Linked DNA regions of Mus musculus: region 2 is linked to region 1. A link is a contact called in public promoter capture Hi-C data. All regions are on one chromosome and are shown on one strand. Each heading gives the region's core, a stretch centred on a gene start, on an enhancer-like site or on the middle of the called end of the contact. The rest is flanking DNA. Distances are from core to core; before and after follow the strand shown.

Evidence for each region. Promoter capture Hi-C pulls out the DNA fragments that hold promoters and counts their contacts.
Region 2: a promoter capture Hi-C map of the HPC-7 cell line shows a contact between it and region 1, with 2.5 times the contacts expected there. The contact joins the enhancer-like site here to the promoter of Secisbp2 in region 1. A contact is called at or near these places in 3 of 39 promoter capture datasets (the C10 cell line, the HPC-7 cell line and pre-B cells), 1 of 484 Hi-C or Micro-C datasets (the HPC-7 cell line), 3 of 115 datasets of contacts at active chromatin or transcription factors (effector CD8 T cells, memory CD8 T cells and pancreatic cancer cells) and 1 of 9 other capture datasets (liver).

Annotation. Positions count from the first base shown.
Region 1 is chr13:51,648,029-51,655,502 of GRCm38.p6, reverse strand. Secisbp2 (SECIS binding protein 2) reads right to left here and starts at 3,795. Exons shown (of 17, transcript NM_029279.2): 1 at 3,683-3,795; 2 at 2,748-2,896; 3 at 868-1,117; 4 at 263-404. The coding sequence starts at 3,718. It overlaps Cks2 (CDC28 protein kinase regulatory subunit 2), which reads right to left. Exons shown (of 3, transcript NM_025415.3): 2 at 5,791-5,918; 3 at 4,841-5,166. The coding sequence ends at 5,114. It overlaps Gm22806 (a small nucleolar RNA gene), which reads right to left and starts at 7,304; the gene lies at 7,169-7,304.
Region 2 is chr13:52,074,801-52,082,274 of GRCm38.p6, reverse strand. No RefSeq gene overlaps it. Among named protein-coding and RNA genes, the nearest start is that of Gm40948, 5.1 kb to the left of the region's middle. Within about 2 kb of position 3,499, at least 114 of the 459 cell types and tissues checked have an H3K27ac peak or open chromatin away from gene starts, as enhancers often do. A contact at or near this core is called in the HPC-7 cell line, effector CD8 T cells and memory CD8 T cells, where this site is marked.

The DNA of each region.
Region 1 (7,474 bases), core at 2,546-5,045:
ACACGCGGTACAAAGACTACGGTTGTGAAGCTTGAAGTTACCACCTGCATGCTGTGTGATGGTTCTAACAGGCTAAGGAACCTCTGCCTATACAGTGCAACACACACCACACTCTAACAACCCACCCCAGGTCTGATGGCCTCAGCTAGGCCAGGTTCCAGGCACATTTCTTGGAGCCGTCATGATGAGTATGCCCATGGGAATGGTACTGATTCGGGAAAGTGGGACAGCCTGCCATTATACCAGAATTTGTCGGCTTTACCAGATTTCAAACTGCTCTCAGTTCGAGAGGACAGGTGACTGGACCCCCTGGCTGGTCTCGCCTCACAGGGCACCGCATTGTCAGCCCTTCTGCTGCTTGACTTTTGCTCTTCACATGCTCTTCTCTCATCAGAGGGTTTTTTCTGCAGGAGAGATTTAGAAAAAAAACACACACACACAAAACTATGAAACACGAAAACTACTACTGGGGCTGGAGAGATGGCTCAGAGGTTAAAAGCACTGACTGCTCTTCCAGACATTCTAAGTTCAATTCCTAGCAACCACATGGTGGCTCACAACCATCTGTAATGGGATCTGATGCCCTCTTCTGGTGTGTCTGAAGACAGTGACAGTGTACTCACATACATGAAATAAATAAGTCATCAAACAAACAAACAAAACAAAACTCTGATAATGAAACTTTAACACAGCAAACCAGTAAGTATTCACAATTCAAACATTTAAGAAAAGAACAGACCAAACCGTTTGTAAAAAGGCTATCACCAAAAGGTAAGCAGTGCTTAGCTATCAGAGGACACACTGACTTCTGACACTGGCAACAAGGACTAAGAGGAGGAGCCGCACCCTGCAGCAGCACTTCCTCACCTTAAATACACCTTTTGCTTCCTGAGGTGGAGGGCACACGTGCTCATGCCGGGGCTTTGCTGTCCGAAAGCCTGGGTGACACCGTGCTTGGCTGTAGTCGTACTGCAGGGTTGGCACTGAGCAAACACTCTGTGCGGACTCTAGGGTGTAAGTGGGATAGGCAAAAGGATGCAGCGCTATCTCAGAAGACACGTACTGTGCTGGAAAGGTGGGGGCTCCGAAAGCCATGTCTTCGGGATACATTTTCTGTCTAAAAAGTGTAAATTTCAGTTGCAGATTTCATAACACAAATCAAGAACATTATTTTTAAGACGCTAATTTAAACTTTTTAATATTTTCTTTTAAGGATCACTTACTTTCGCATTGGAAACTCCCCTATCAACAACCAAATGAGGGCTAGAGAGCTGGCTCTGTTAGTAAAGCGCCTGCCTGGCACATAAGCGCAAGGCCCTAAGTTTGGGCTCCAGAGCCAGTGTGATAAGCAGTGCACGGCAGTGCGCTCTGGGACTCCAACCAGAGGGGGAGCGCAGGTCCTTGAAGGTCACTGGCCTGCCAGTCTCGCTGACTGAGGGACTTGAGCTTCAGTGAGACTGCTTCTCAAAGAATAAAAGAACAATTGAGGAAAGACCCAACTTCTGCCACAGGCTTCCGCATGCAAGTGCACACATGTGCATTTACCACACATACCCCCCCCACATATGCACGCACACCCACCTACCCACCCACCCACCCACCCATCCAAACAGGACCTCTTTTTTTCTTCCTGCAAAGAATACTGCTGATTTTTTTTTTTCCGAGACAGGGTTTCTCTGTGTAGCCCTGGCTGTCCTGGAACTCACTCTGTAGACCAGGCTGGCCTCGAACGCAGAAATCCGCCTGCCTCTGTCTCCCAAGTGCCAGGATTAAAGGTGTGGGCCAAAACTGCCTGGCTACTGATAGAGTTGAACGAATGAACTAGGACCAGGGTAACAGAGCTCAACGGTAGATAGCCTTCATAAAACGCACAAGGCCGTGGCTTCCTCCTATGGCACCACAGAAAAGGTAATCTCAAGTAAAAAGTAAGTTCAGATGCCATGGCAGCACAGCAAGGGCATGCTCCCACAGTTTTGCAGCCGACTGCTGGTTTAGTACCTGACAGTGTCTCAGCAACCTAGACACAACAGCCGAAAGGCCATTCCCTTGGCTGAGGAGTTGCACTACAGCCTGCACAGTCTTCCTCCAGTCCTGCCCTTTCAGCCCCTCACATCCTGCACTATGCTGCCCAGAAGGCCAGAGTACAAAGAGGATCCTGCACACCACGGAGGCCAGGAGCCGTAAAAGATGGGCACCTTGGTAATTATTCAGTAGACTGGGGATTGACCCTGAGGCCTTGTGTTTGACAGAAAGAGCTGCACCACGGAGCTCTGTCACTGGAGACAGGGTCTCGCTAAGTTGTCCAGCCTGGCATGTTATCTATCTGATCCTTCATCCATCTGTCCTTTTCCCATTTACCCTTCCTTCTTGCCGTTTCTTTTCCCAATACAAATGTGAATTTGTTTGGTTCTGTCTTGCTTTGGTAGCTCTGAAGATCAAGCCCAGGGCCTGACAAATGGCAAAGCAGCATCCTCAGTCCCTACACGCGTGAACCAGTATCAACTGTAAACAAATGACCCTGCAACTGTACTTTCTAAGTTCCGTAGTGTCGGTCCCTTCCTGGATGAAGTTTTTGCACAGAATTTAGTCAGGCTACAGAGCCCAATCTTTGCTGGTTGAAGAGCCTCCTTTCCTCACCTGCAAGCCGTCCTGTAAGATGTTATGTATGTTTCAGTGTGTGAGGCTCTAATCACTACCTCTGGGAGAGAAACCCTCTGCATGAGGCAAGGCATCGAGAAAATACATACTCAGCTGCTGGTGGTTCCTGTACAAATGGATAGTAGGTGGCCGCACAGCCTGGGAAGACACGTGTCTCTGAGGACTCTGACCACGCCACGTTGAGCCCAGCAAACTTAGGGACGAATGGTTTGACATCAGCTGACAACTTGATGCTATCCTGAGGATGAGAGGGTGGGGATGGGCTTTAACGCTCCTGAGATTCGCCAAATGCCATCAAATACAAACCACAAGAAAGGTGCGCCATTCTGATAGGCCCATTGGTGATTACAAAGGTGCAGTGCAAAGACAAAAATGTGTTTGGCAACAATATCTCCCTGATGTTTTTATTATTAAAAAAAAAAAAAAGGTTACTGGACCTTACATGTGAAAAAAGGACAATGAATTAAAGTCGAAGGAAACCCCAACCTTGTTATATAACAAGAACCACAACTCGGAATGCTTCTGAGGATTTAAACTTGAAGATAGTTATTTTTACCTCTTCCATCTTTATACATGAGATATATAAGAACCCTGTACCTAGTGTCGCTAAACTATACCCAAAGGACGCTCAAAGTTATTATGTAAAACACACCGCTGACATTTATTGCCATCTAACTTCTCAACAAAAATCACCACATATTTCATCTGTAGTTAGTAAACCACACGGAACCTCTGAGAGAAAAATCATCCCACAGCCATGAGCCCTTGGAACGCAGAGTATGGGTTATTCTGACAACTTTTATCACCGCGTTTGGCCAATTTAGAGTGGATTTCTGGGACGGCCGGCGCGCCATCTAGCGGTCATGGCAGGCGCGGACGCGGGTGCGAGGTGCCCGAGGCCGTAGGTAGCCTATGTGTTATCATTTCGCTGGCCGAACCGTGAGAGGGTGGTCAAGCCCCCCATCCCCGAACCTCAGGCCCGGCGGCCCCGCGCGTGTGCCTAGACCCGCAGCCCGCCCCTTACCTCGCCGTCCGGCTCCCGCGGCCGCTCCGACGCCATGGCGGCCACGGAAGAGCCCGCGCCGTGAAGCTAGCGGCGCGCCTAACCAACGACTCAGCGTTTCCGCCTTCCTGCGCGGCGGCGCCAGGACGTACGTCACCGAGGCGCGACGGAGGCCTTCCCTGCCGGAAGTGCTCGGCGTCCCGGGCCTCCGGAGCCGCACGTGGAAGACTGGGGCAGCGACAGCTCTAGGGGGTGGCTTGTGGTGGGCCAGGAAGGGCGCGGCTGAGCTCTTACGTGGGGCGGGCTTGGTGATGTGACACTAGGGGAGGCCAGGCTCTGGGCGCCCGCACTGATGCAGTGCAGGAGGGAGACTCCTAGTAAGAGTGAGGCCGGCAGACCTGCTCAGTGGTGAGCTTCCAGGAGCATCTGCTCCTGTGGAGTTTCTAGTAGGATGTCATGGCGGGTGCCTGCAGGCAGATGAAGAACCTTGGAACTAAGAGGAGTCAAATGTTTAGCTATGTGAGACTTCTGCTGGGGCCTGGACAACAGGAAGCTCTCGCAAAACACAACTCCAAAATGAAACCAAGAGCACAGAAACAGGTCGAAGGACAGAAAAAGGTCGCCTGCAATGTGGGGGCATTTGGCAAACAGGCCTTGGAGTCAGTCTGTAGGGTTAGAATTAAACACCAGCCCTTTTTTTCAAGCAAGACACCAGTGCCAGTTCATGGTCAGTAGCCCTGTTAGGTCTAGTGTATCCCACACATGGAAGGCTGTGGCTCTGTAGTGTTTACTGTGTTCAATGAGAAATCACCCCTGCTAATGTCTAACTACAGTCTTGTTTCTGGCCACTCATACTTTTTTTTATGGCTATCCACTGATGTGTGCTTAATTTCTTGGTTCACACAAGATGCACGAATGTGGCACCTGAACTTTTAAGATACTTTTCTCTGAAACCACTAGACTTTTTGTAGACTTGTGGACACTATCAAGCGGTGGGTTTTTCTGTTCACTTGCAGAATCCAAAGTTATTTAGGAAGTAAACTGGCAATAAAGCTGTAATATCCTCATTTGGAGCTTAATATTTCTTTTTCAAGTATGTTTATTTTCTTATATTTCTTTTTCAAGTATGTTTATTTTCCCCAGGGGTAAAAATAATCAAGTCAAATTAATTTCAACAATGGTGATATAAATGCAATATACAAACTTTATTTAACAAAACAGGTAAAATAAAACAGGCATTTATATTAAGAAAAAACTACAAGAAACTATCTTGAACAACTTAAAACAACCCTACTTGCAGTTGCATTTGACTGAGCTCTGTTGCTGTGAAGAATACAGCGCATGCACAGGTATGGATGAAAGGTTTGTACACTTTTCAAGTATTCACTGAATACTACCTTATATACACATATACATTAAATTTGAAAAAGATTAGATGATCCCAGCTGCACTTCATTTTTGTTGTTCTTTTGGAAGAGGTCGTCTAAAGAGAAGAATATGCGGTTCTGTGGAAAGAAAATATTAAGTTCCATGTCACTATTTGAAGTATTCAAAATGAATTGTCGGTGTAATAAATAGTAAATGCGGACAAACTCGTATAATAGCATTGTTCTACCATTTTATCCTTTGACCGACTCTGGAAAATAATTTCTACCTGCAAAATCATTTTCAGTGAAGAGAAATGTAATCTCTTTGAAAAAAGAACAGCTAATTCAAGTCAGCTGCTGGATCTCAGGCTAATTCACATCCAAATAAATAAATTGATGCCATACACACTTAGCTAAGAAAGGGTTGTTCTAGTCAAACCAGATCTCTGGGGGGTGAGGGGGGGGGGTGGGGGCTTAAAAGATTAAACTCAGAGAGTCCACCCAAAGCTTCCTCATTCAACGGGATGAAGGCCAGCATCTATAGCACTTCTGCTTTCCTATTGATAGGAAGGATTTCTGAGCTCCTAAAGATATGTGCCATAATTCCAAGGAAGACTCCAGTTTAACAATGCCACCTTTTAAGTATAAAAAGGTAGCAACAATTTCTATATATGTGCAGGATTTTGGCACCTGTTTTATACTAAGTGAGTCACTTTTGCAGGTAGAAGGAACAACATCACTTTCCTTTACAGCAAAGCTTACCTGGCTCATGAATCATGTAATGAACCCATCCTAGACTCTGTTGGACACCAAGTCTCCTCCACTCCTCTTCGGACATCAGATGAGTTTTGGGTACTTGTTTAGAGAGTTCTCTGGGTAACATGACATGCCTATTAAAATATTCAGCCAAAGATTAGTGCCATCTTTCCCACCAACATCACTTTATACAGGAACCTTACCTTTGAGATACTTGAAATTGTGAAGGGTTTTTATCCTCAAAACAAACTAAATTCTCTAAAGCAACTCTACACTACAATATTATCTGTATCGATCTATACTTATAGCATATACTTCTGGCTTTTGATGGTTTATGTTAAAGTATTAGGCCAATATAAGTTGCACAAAAATGAAAGGCATTTTATTCTGTAGGGGTAAATTTCTAGCAGAATACTTGTTATTGAGCTATCTTCTAGGAATAGGACCTTAAAATCTAAAAAGTCATGAAGCAACTCTTGGTCTATAGGATATAGGTAGAAAATATTCATGTACTGGAAAGTATACTCAAAGAGCAAGACCATACCCAAGTAAAAAAATATTCTCTCCTGTTAAATAGACTGGTGGTATTAGGATAGCTAGAACAGCAAGAGAAAGTCAGAGGCAGTCTAAAAGGGAGTTATATGTAACTTATATGTAAGAGTAAGGAGCCTAGTCCCAGAATTAGTTGTCACCTCAACCTGAGATTACTAAACTTTTAGTACTGGGGCTTGGAGGGGGGGGAACCAAACTAAGTTAATGTGTTCCCTGTTATTCAATACTAAATCTGTAGTACTTGTATATATTCCAGTTTGCTTCACGCTCCAAATTAAAAGCAAAAATATGCCTTTGGAACTTCATGTGACCGTTGGTTTCCCAGTAAAGTGCATTTCCAGAACGTTAGGAAGCACTTAAGTCTTTAGTATCAAGCCATTATCAACACAATTTTTCCTTTCTGTGGAAAACCCACACTAATCTTTTTTTCCCCCCAAAGACAGGGTTTCTCTGTATAGCCCTGGCTGTCCTGGAACTCACTTTGTAGACTAGGCTGGCCTCGAATTCAGAAATACGCCTGCCTCTGTGCTGGGATTAAAGGCGTGCGCCACCACACCGGGCTCCCCCCCACCCCCCAGTAATCTTTTTTTCCTACTAATGGATCTAACATATAATTTAATGAACAATTAAGCTAAACCAGTAATGTATAAGTATTATACAGAAATCTTAGAATCTCATGGAGACTTAGCCATATCTATCACTAATGACTCAGCTGTTTCTTTGAGACCCGCCCCCACTCCTTATCATGCTGCAGTGGAAACTGGCCTCAAACTATCTTTTTGCCTTAGGCTCCCAAGTGCTACAATTACAGAATTGGGTACAACATCCATCCAGGTGTTTCTTTCTAATGAATTGACCATTAGACTTACAAATTTCTGCAATGGCCAACAGACCATAGAAAGATATTTCTTTAGGCTCCTGCTTGAAACCAACAGCTTCAGTAAACTGCGGCCTTGATTCAGGGCCAAAACAAACAAACACAATTTTAACACATATATACACAAGCAAATTTGTACCCTAGCCTGCATAAAGCATTGTCACCACAAAGTATCTCTAAATTTCAGCCTCACTTTAATTACCCCTGGTTTTAACTTTACACAAAGTTAGCAATTAACATTTTTTGACCAGTATAAGTCAA
Region 2 (7,474 bases), core at 2,250-4,749, 430 kb before region 1:
TCCCTCTCCCTCTCCCTCTCCTCTCCCTCTCCCTCTGTATTCATCCCAATATCTTTCCTCCCACCTTCCTCTCTTCCTTTTTTTTTTTAAATTTTTAGAAGCTTTCTGTGTAACGAGAAGGTAGTATATACTGTGTGGAATTACTAGGAAGATGGTGTTTCCAACGCTGGACAGAGCAGTACAGGACCCTGTAAGAGTCCATCATTCTATTCAGAAGAGCATGGAATTTAAGACATGAACCCTTCATTTCTGATTTTTTTTTTTTGAGACAAGGTTTCTCTGTGTAGCCCTGGCTGTCCTGGAACTCACTCTGTAGACCAGGCTGGCCTCGAACTCAGAAATCACAAATCCGCCTGCCTCTGCCTCCCAAGTGCTGGGATTAAAGGTGTGTGCCACCACTGCTCAGCTGAAATTTTTTTTTAGGTTTTTATTTTATTTTTAACCATGTCTCCATGCATATGCCACATGTGTGCAGGTCTATTAGATCCAGAAGAGGCCATTGGCTCCCCTATAACAGGAAGAATTGTAAGTGGTTGGTTGTAAGCCACCTGAGCTGGGTGCTGGCCACTGAATTCAGGTTCACTGCAAAAATTGTAAATGCCCTTAACCACTGAAACAGTTCTCTAGGCCCCAATTCTAGAAACTACCATGTAATCTTCTCAACCCTCAGCGGATCTGGAGTAACTGAAATCACAAAGGAAAGCCACTGTCCTTAGAAAGAAGAGAAGGAAAGAGCACGAAGCATACGTGACCTGTTACTGTGTGTAATGAGACAAGTGAACACTGCAGGGGCCTTACCCACTCAAGGCATAGATAGCAGATCGTGTGTTGCATGAGAGCAAGATTGAAATATGAGAGGGGAACTTGAAAGAGATGGAGAGGAGTGTGTGCCACAATTTGATGAAAAGAATATCTTATTTGCACACGGGTGTTCTGGGGATTAAATTTGGGTCCTTGTGTTTGCACCGCAAACACTTTAACCAACTGGGCTATCTCACTCCAGCCTAAGAACGAGTATCTTCAAATACAAAGAAAGAGAAGTTGACCCATGACTGTTATGAAGAGGTAAGGTCATGAGTGGCCAGCAGAGCAGGCCTTCTGAGACATTGTCTCTAGGTGGGCCTGGGGACGGGGGAGGTCAGGGAGAGTGGCCCTTCTGTGTTCAGTCCTTACTTTCCTTCTGCACGCTTCAAGTCTGTACATCTAGTAACTTCACTGAGATAGGAAAGAAAGACAGGATAATGGCTCTGAAACCTGGTATCCTGAGAGTGGGTTGTTGTTGTGGGCCTAGACCAGCCCCAGGTCCTTCAGGGCTACCCAGATCCCTTGCCCAGAGGGTCACTGTAGAAGCAGAACCATGAGCATGCTCCCGAGAATCAGAGGGACCCAGGCTGGAAAACTGGTTCTCATTTCCTTGGTGTGGAAGAGCGAGCAAACCTATGCTTGTAGAAGCTCCGTGCTCACCCCATGCAACAAACAGCCACAGCCAAGGAAACACAAGTACAGGTTCTGGCTCACAGGACCCTCTGAATACTGAGCAGATATGAAACCTAGGAACAGGGGTGAGAGAGGCCCAGGAGCCTGCAGAGCAGAGGAAAGGGTGGGTAAGCACATTTAATAAGTGCTCCATCAAATCCCATCAATTTTTCCAAAAGTTCCAGCTGGGTGAAATGGAAGAAAACAATGGTTAAGTTCTCTCTCTCTCTCTCTCTCTCTCTCTCTCTCTCTCTTTCTCTCTCTCTCTTTCACACACACACACACACACACACACACACACACACCCCTCTGTAGATTTGTGCAGATAGACTACCCTTCTGATAGTTACATGATGAAACTGATGCCCTTCTTGAGATGTCTTCAACTCTGCTCTGAAGATTGCTTGGGGTACATATCTAAAGGAGAGGAGCCTGAGAAGTGTTTTCTAGCTTGACCATTAAAATTCATCCCACCAAGGTGAAGAGAGCCACACCATCTCCTTAGTTTAACCCTGCCTTGGGCCCTGCCACGGTGGGAAACAAGCTCTGGTTCTGCCCGAAGTGGTCTGGGGATCCTAAGTACATTCCGTAGATGCTTCTGCCCCAGCCCCTTCCAGGTGGACAAGCTCATCTTCCAGGAGCAAGCTGTGAGAACAGCAGCTAAGTTTAGCCGCCAGCTCTGTGGATGTGCAAGGCTTCTATTATTAAACCGGCATGGGATAAATATTTCCGCCGTGACACACAACTGCTCCTGGCATGCAGGAACTCCTGTCCCTAGATCCATCCCAAAAAGGGAAGCTCGCAGAGATCTAAAACTGGGCTACGGGAATCCCAAAGAATGCAAGGCTTGGAAAGTATCCAGCTCGTATTTGAAATGCTTCTCCCATGAGGTGCAGAAAAGGAACATCGGACTCTGAAACGCAGGATACTGCGACCACAAAGACACATGGGGGCTGCTGCCTGCACAGTTCTCTTGTGGTTCACTGGCCCCGGCATGGTTGCAGGCTGCATTCCCAGCTCAATTCCACACAGCTGTACTCAGAGAAGCAAACACACTTGCAGTTTCAGCTGTCCAAAGTGCCAGAATCCCTACCTCAGAAACTCCAGCTCGCTTTGAGACACAAGATAGATTTCTCTGTGCCTGGAAGACTAACTAGATACTTCAGGAAGTAAAGAATAGCCTGGAAACCCAGGAGTGTGAAGCGACATGGGAGCTGATAACTGTCACTCTGACCCAAGCACCGGGTTCAGGTCGTGACATCACAACTCAACGACTTGAGTGAGGATGGTCGCTGATTTTCTTTCCCCCTTGTTTCTTTGCTGATGACAAATATGTATTGCCTGCTGCATGTCAGTCACAGTTCTAGATGACAGGCACTTGACCAGATGAAGGAAGTAAGAAGTAAGGGAAATAGTCTAAAGGGGAAAAAGAACCCTAACCAAGCTCAGCGTAAGGATAGTGCTCTGTCCAGGAGTGGTGAATGCCTCAGAGGACAGTAGAGCAGGCTGGGTGGAGAGAGATTTCTGAGAAGATATCTGGGCATGGACCGCAGAGCAAGAGAGACAGGCGGTTTACAAGCTCAGGAATGATGGAGAATTATCCTCATGTTATGAGAAGCAGAAGGCTTTAGGTGAGGACTGGAATCGGAGGTGAGATGTGATGTAGCAGGGAGAGGCTGGGCTGTCCCAGCCTAACCATCTAGGCCTGGTTGGGATGTGTGATATCCTGGGGCTTGGTTTAAATGCAATGACCAAGCAACACAGGAGTTACTGTGCTCCCCCATTTCTACCTCACTGCTGTGGTCAAATCACTGACAAAACACAACTCAAAGGAGGAAGGCTCTATTTCAGCTGCTGGTTTGAGGAATTTTTTGATCATTGTTCTAGGGGGGAAGAAGAGTTTGTCAGGAGAGGCAGGGGGCCGTTTGCTCCTATCTTGATAGACCAGGAAACAGAGACAGGGCAGGAAGTGGAACTGGTCTGTAAAACCCCAGGGCCCACCCAGAGCGACTCACTTCCTTGAAAGAGGCTCCACCTTCAAAAGGTCCCACAACCTCCCCCAAACAGAACCACCAGCTGGGGACCACGTGTCCAAGACACATGTGCCCGTGGGAAACATTTCATATTCCAACCACAGCACCATCCTACACCACTAGTTTATTAAAGGCTGGTCAGATGTCACAAACCAGCTTAATAATGCATCGATACAGTTACAGGCATAAGGTTTGAAGGCAACGTTTCCTGGGGAACCTTCTGAATTGCTGTCACCAATCTGTAGTCATTAGGACTGGACAGATGGCTTAGAGCACTGGATGTCCAGTCATGGGAACCAGCATTGGGACCCCAGCCCCCATGTAACAAGGTTGGCAAACATTTGTAACTCCAGCTCTGAGGGATGCAATGCCTTCTTTCTTCTGGCCTCTGCACATGTACATGTCACACACACATGCATGCACATAGGTTCACACAGATACGGACACCACACACAGAAATAAATAAATTCTTCTAAAAAAAATGTAGTCATTAAGAAAGAACCAGGAAAATTGACTGTGCTCTCTGCACAGGCACAGCATTGACAGAAGAAAAAAACCTGGGGTAGAACCAGGGTGTCAAACAATTGTCTGTTTTCCCCTTTCTTATAATGTAGGATGTGTCAGTGGTCAAAACACCTATGCATAGCAACCGCATGGACTTTTGGGTGTGCCAAGAAGCCAAGTATTATCAGACATCCCAGTCCCATGGCCGGAAGACAGCTGACCATGGAGTGGAAGCCACCTCCAAACCGGCCTCTGTGTCCACTCGTGATCGTATGATCAGAATCTGGGGTATTTGTTGGCACAGACAAGGGGATGCAAGAGTCTGGATCTGCAGATGCTCTTACAAGGAAATCGGCTCCCTCACACGTTACACAGATACTGCAGGCTCCTCCCCTCTCAAGTTGGCATTCCTCCTGTATCTGCTGCTCAGAGTGTAGGAAATCACACCCTGGAAGCCTGCAGTGCTGCAGAGTCACACCAAAATTCCTGAATAGGCACAGCCTCCCACCAGACAGGTTCTCACAGGATCCAGTAACACCAGCCCACACCACCTTCTTCATAGAAATCTAGTTCTGCCATCCCTGCCCCACCCCCCAAATTCATTTCTGTTTTTGAAAAGCAGCTTCCTCCTAACTAATACCTTTACCATCTCAAATACCAGGGTCCCCAGATTTCCTCTCTAGCAACCTAGAGGACTGAGTTCATGCACAGAAAACCAGTGGATAGGTCAAATCTCACTTATCTCAGAGGTGAGCTGGGATGGAGAGTCTGCTCCATGCTGTCACCAAGCAGTCACCTGTCCCTGTGGTATGCCAGGGCTCTGTTGGCCCGATGACTTCTACATCAAATGGTTTGCCACAGCTACAGGAGAGCAAGAGGTGAGCTCAGGACCTGTCTGGAGGCACTTTATCTACACCAGAGCTTTGAGACATAGCTTCCCTTGGTTATATACATGCAGAGACCAGCCTATGTTAAACTTGTGGACCTCTTCCTCAAGCTACCATCTTGACCCAGTTCAGACTCCCTCTGAGTGGCTGTCTTAATATCTCACATAGCATAGAAGGACCTGTGTGTCACTAAGTGGACGCTAAGAGACTCCTGCATCACTTAGGGCCCCAAAGCTGTGAATTACTTAAGAGAGTTGCTAAGGCCTTCAGGGGCTGCTGTTTCTGCAGATCTCTTCCCTGAGAGCCCGGGAAAGTAAGGGAGCACCCCCACACCTCGTCAACTCCTAAGGCCCTGGGAGAATAGCTTCATTTTTCCCTGTGAGAGCAGGGGAGGCCTTGGGCGTTAGGAGAATCCTGCCTGCTCTTGGGAACTGATTCCACAGAGAGCAGCACCTGGGACATTTCAGACGTACACCCTTCTCTGCCTGTTTTTTGCTCTGAGGATGGTGTTCAGGTCCTGCAAGGTCCTCTCTAGAGACATCATCTCCTGGTTAGCACTTGTACTTACTTCTTTAGGAAGCTGGCGCTCTGAGGCTTCTAAGCCATATCTCAGTCAGGTGCTGAAGGGAGGTCACGTGGAGGTTATAAACTGACTTTCCTGTGCACGCACACACACACACACACACACACACACACACACACACACACACATGAAATGCAGAGGAGTGTATGTGCTCTCTGCCCTCCCTCGTATGCTAAGGAAAGCATCCTGAGAGCTTGTGGGAAACGCACGGATGATGGCGATCCTGGGGGTGTGTATGTGTTCACAGCTATAACGTCCCATCCTTCCAAACAGGCACCCCACAGAACTCTTCATGACTGCATCTGGCCTGATCAGATCTTTCCCAGTCCATTGTCACAGTGGGCACACCTAACAGTGACTCATTGGGTGGCCAAGAAACACCAAAGTAGGAACAGAACATGGATGTGCTCATGAGGTCCTTCATGACAGGGAAGAGAGATGGAGTGAAGGCGGAAGATATCAGACTAGAAGCAGACTATAGAGGTTCTCCAGGCCTCTGTCCATCATGGGTCTAGCAAGACGTCAAGTTCTCTAAAGAACGTGAGTGCAACCTAACTTTCAGGCTTGATTGTTCCATTGTATATTTATACTGTGATCTGACTGCTTGGCTCCACCAGTCCTCCTCTCCCTCCTCCCCTCCCTCTTTCTGTATATCCCTTCCTCCTTCATTCCATCATTCCCTCCCTCTGCCTTGTTAAATCCCTGCCGTTGATTCCATGAGGCTTCAGGTATCTGGTAATGGCAGCCCTTACTCAAGACTAACATAGTGACCAAGGCAAGAAGACAGAACATAGCACACTGGGTTATTAGATCCATTACATGGTTACTTTTGGGCCATAAGCCCTGTGAGTGCTCAGGGCAGGGCTGTGTGTGTACACAGTCTTCACCCTTTGAGTCCCTGGAAAGGAGCTCCAATGCTTTCTCCAAGGTCCTTTCAGTCCCCTTCTCAGAAGTCTCGAGATGCCTGTGAGGGCAGGGATAGGGGTGGGGAAGCTGTTGTGTGTAGCACACACTGCTCTGTGTAGTGCAGTCCTGGTCTGTATCCCTAGGCAACCAGAGAGGTTGGCAGGGAACCAGGCTCCATCTCAGGTATGATGGTTGCTGGGTCTCCAGGGGAAGTAGAGAAACCAAGTTCCCCTCAGTCTCCCAGCCACGAGTGATGGTGAACTGTCTAATCTGCCCAGTTTCCCGGGAGGCTTCAAACTGTATATGGGCTGAGTCGTGCATATATGGAAGACCACGGCTTCCTCGGAGACTGGTCTGAGTTGGAGCGCTGCAGCCCTGCGGGTGCCCAGTCTTCAGCCACCTGGCCCGTACAACCAGACGAGAACAGGGTGCACTGCTGTTGCCTTTCAAGCTATCCAGTGTGTGGTCCTCGGTTATAGCATCGAGGGGGGAGTGAGGACTGAGGCCACCCACAAGGAAACCCATACTGCTACCCTCGTGAATGTCCCCTGCTCTGAGCTCTGGGTGGTGTCAAAATGACAACCCTGACCACACCATCAATAATGCCTGGAACCCTATGGAGAGAGAGCAACCTCTGGCCCCACCCAGAGCCACTGGGCCCGGCAGACTGAGTCACGAGGAGCTTCTAAAAGATTCAGATCCAGACCCAGACAACAGATGCTCACAGCTGCACCCCACCTCACCCCCAGACTGCCCTGATTGGACATGGCAGAATGCAAAACTGGTCAAGCAGTACAGCCATGCAGCAGGTAGGAGGGTACGTGTCTGTTGTATCTTCTGCTTGTTCTCTGTGGCTGTATACATGTGCACATGCATGTATGGAGACCAGAGATCAACTTTCGGCTATCATTGCTCAGAAGCCAGCCACTTTATCTTTTGGGACAGGGTCTTTCACTAGGATGTAAGGCTTGCTTGGCTGGTCAGGGGGACCTGAGGGTTCTGCCTCTACCCTCCCTGACCACTCCATCCCGAAACTCCGAGATCGCAGTTGATGAGTAGATTTTTACACGGATGCTAAGGAATGGA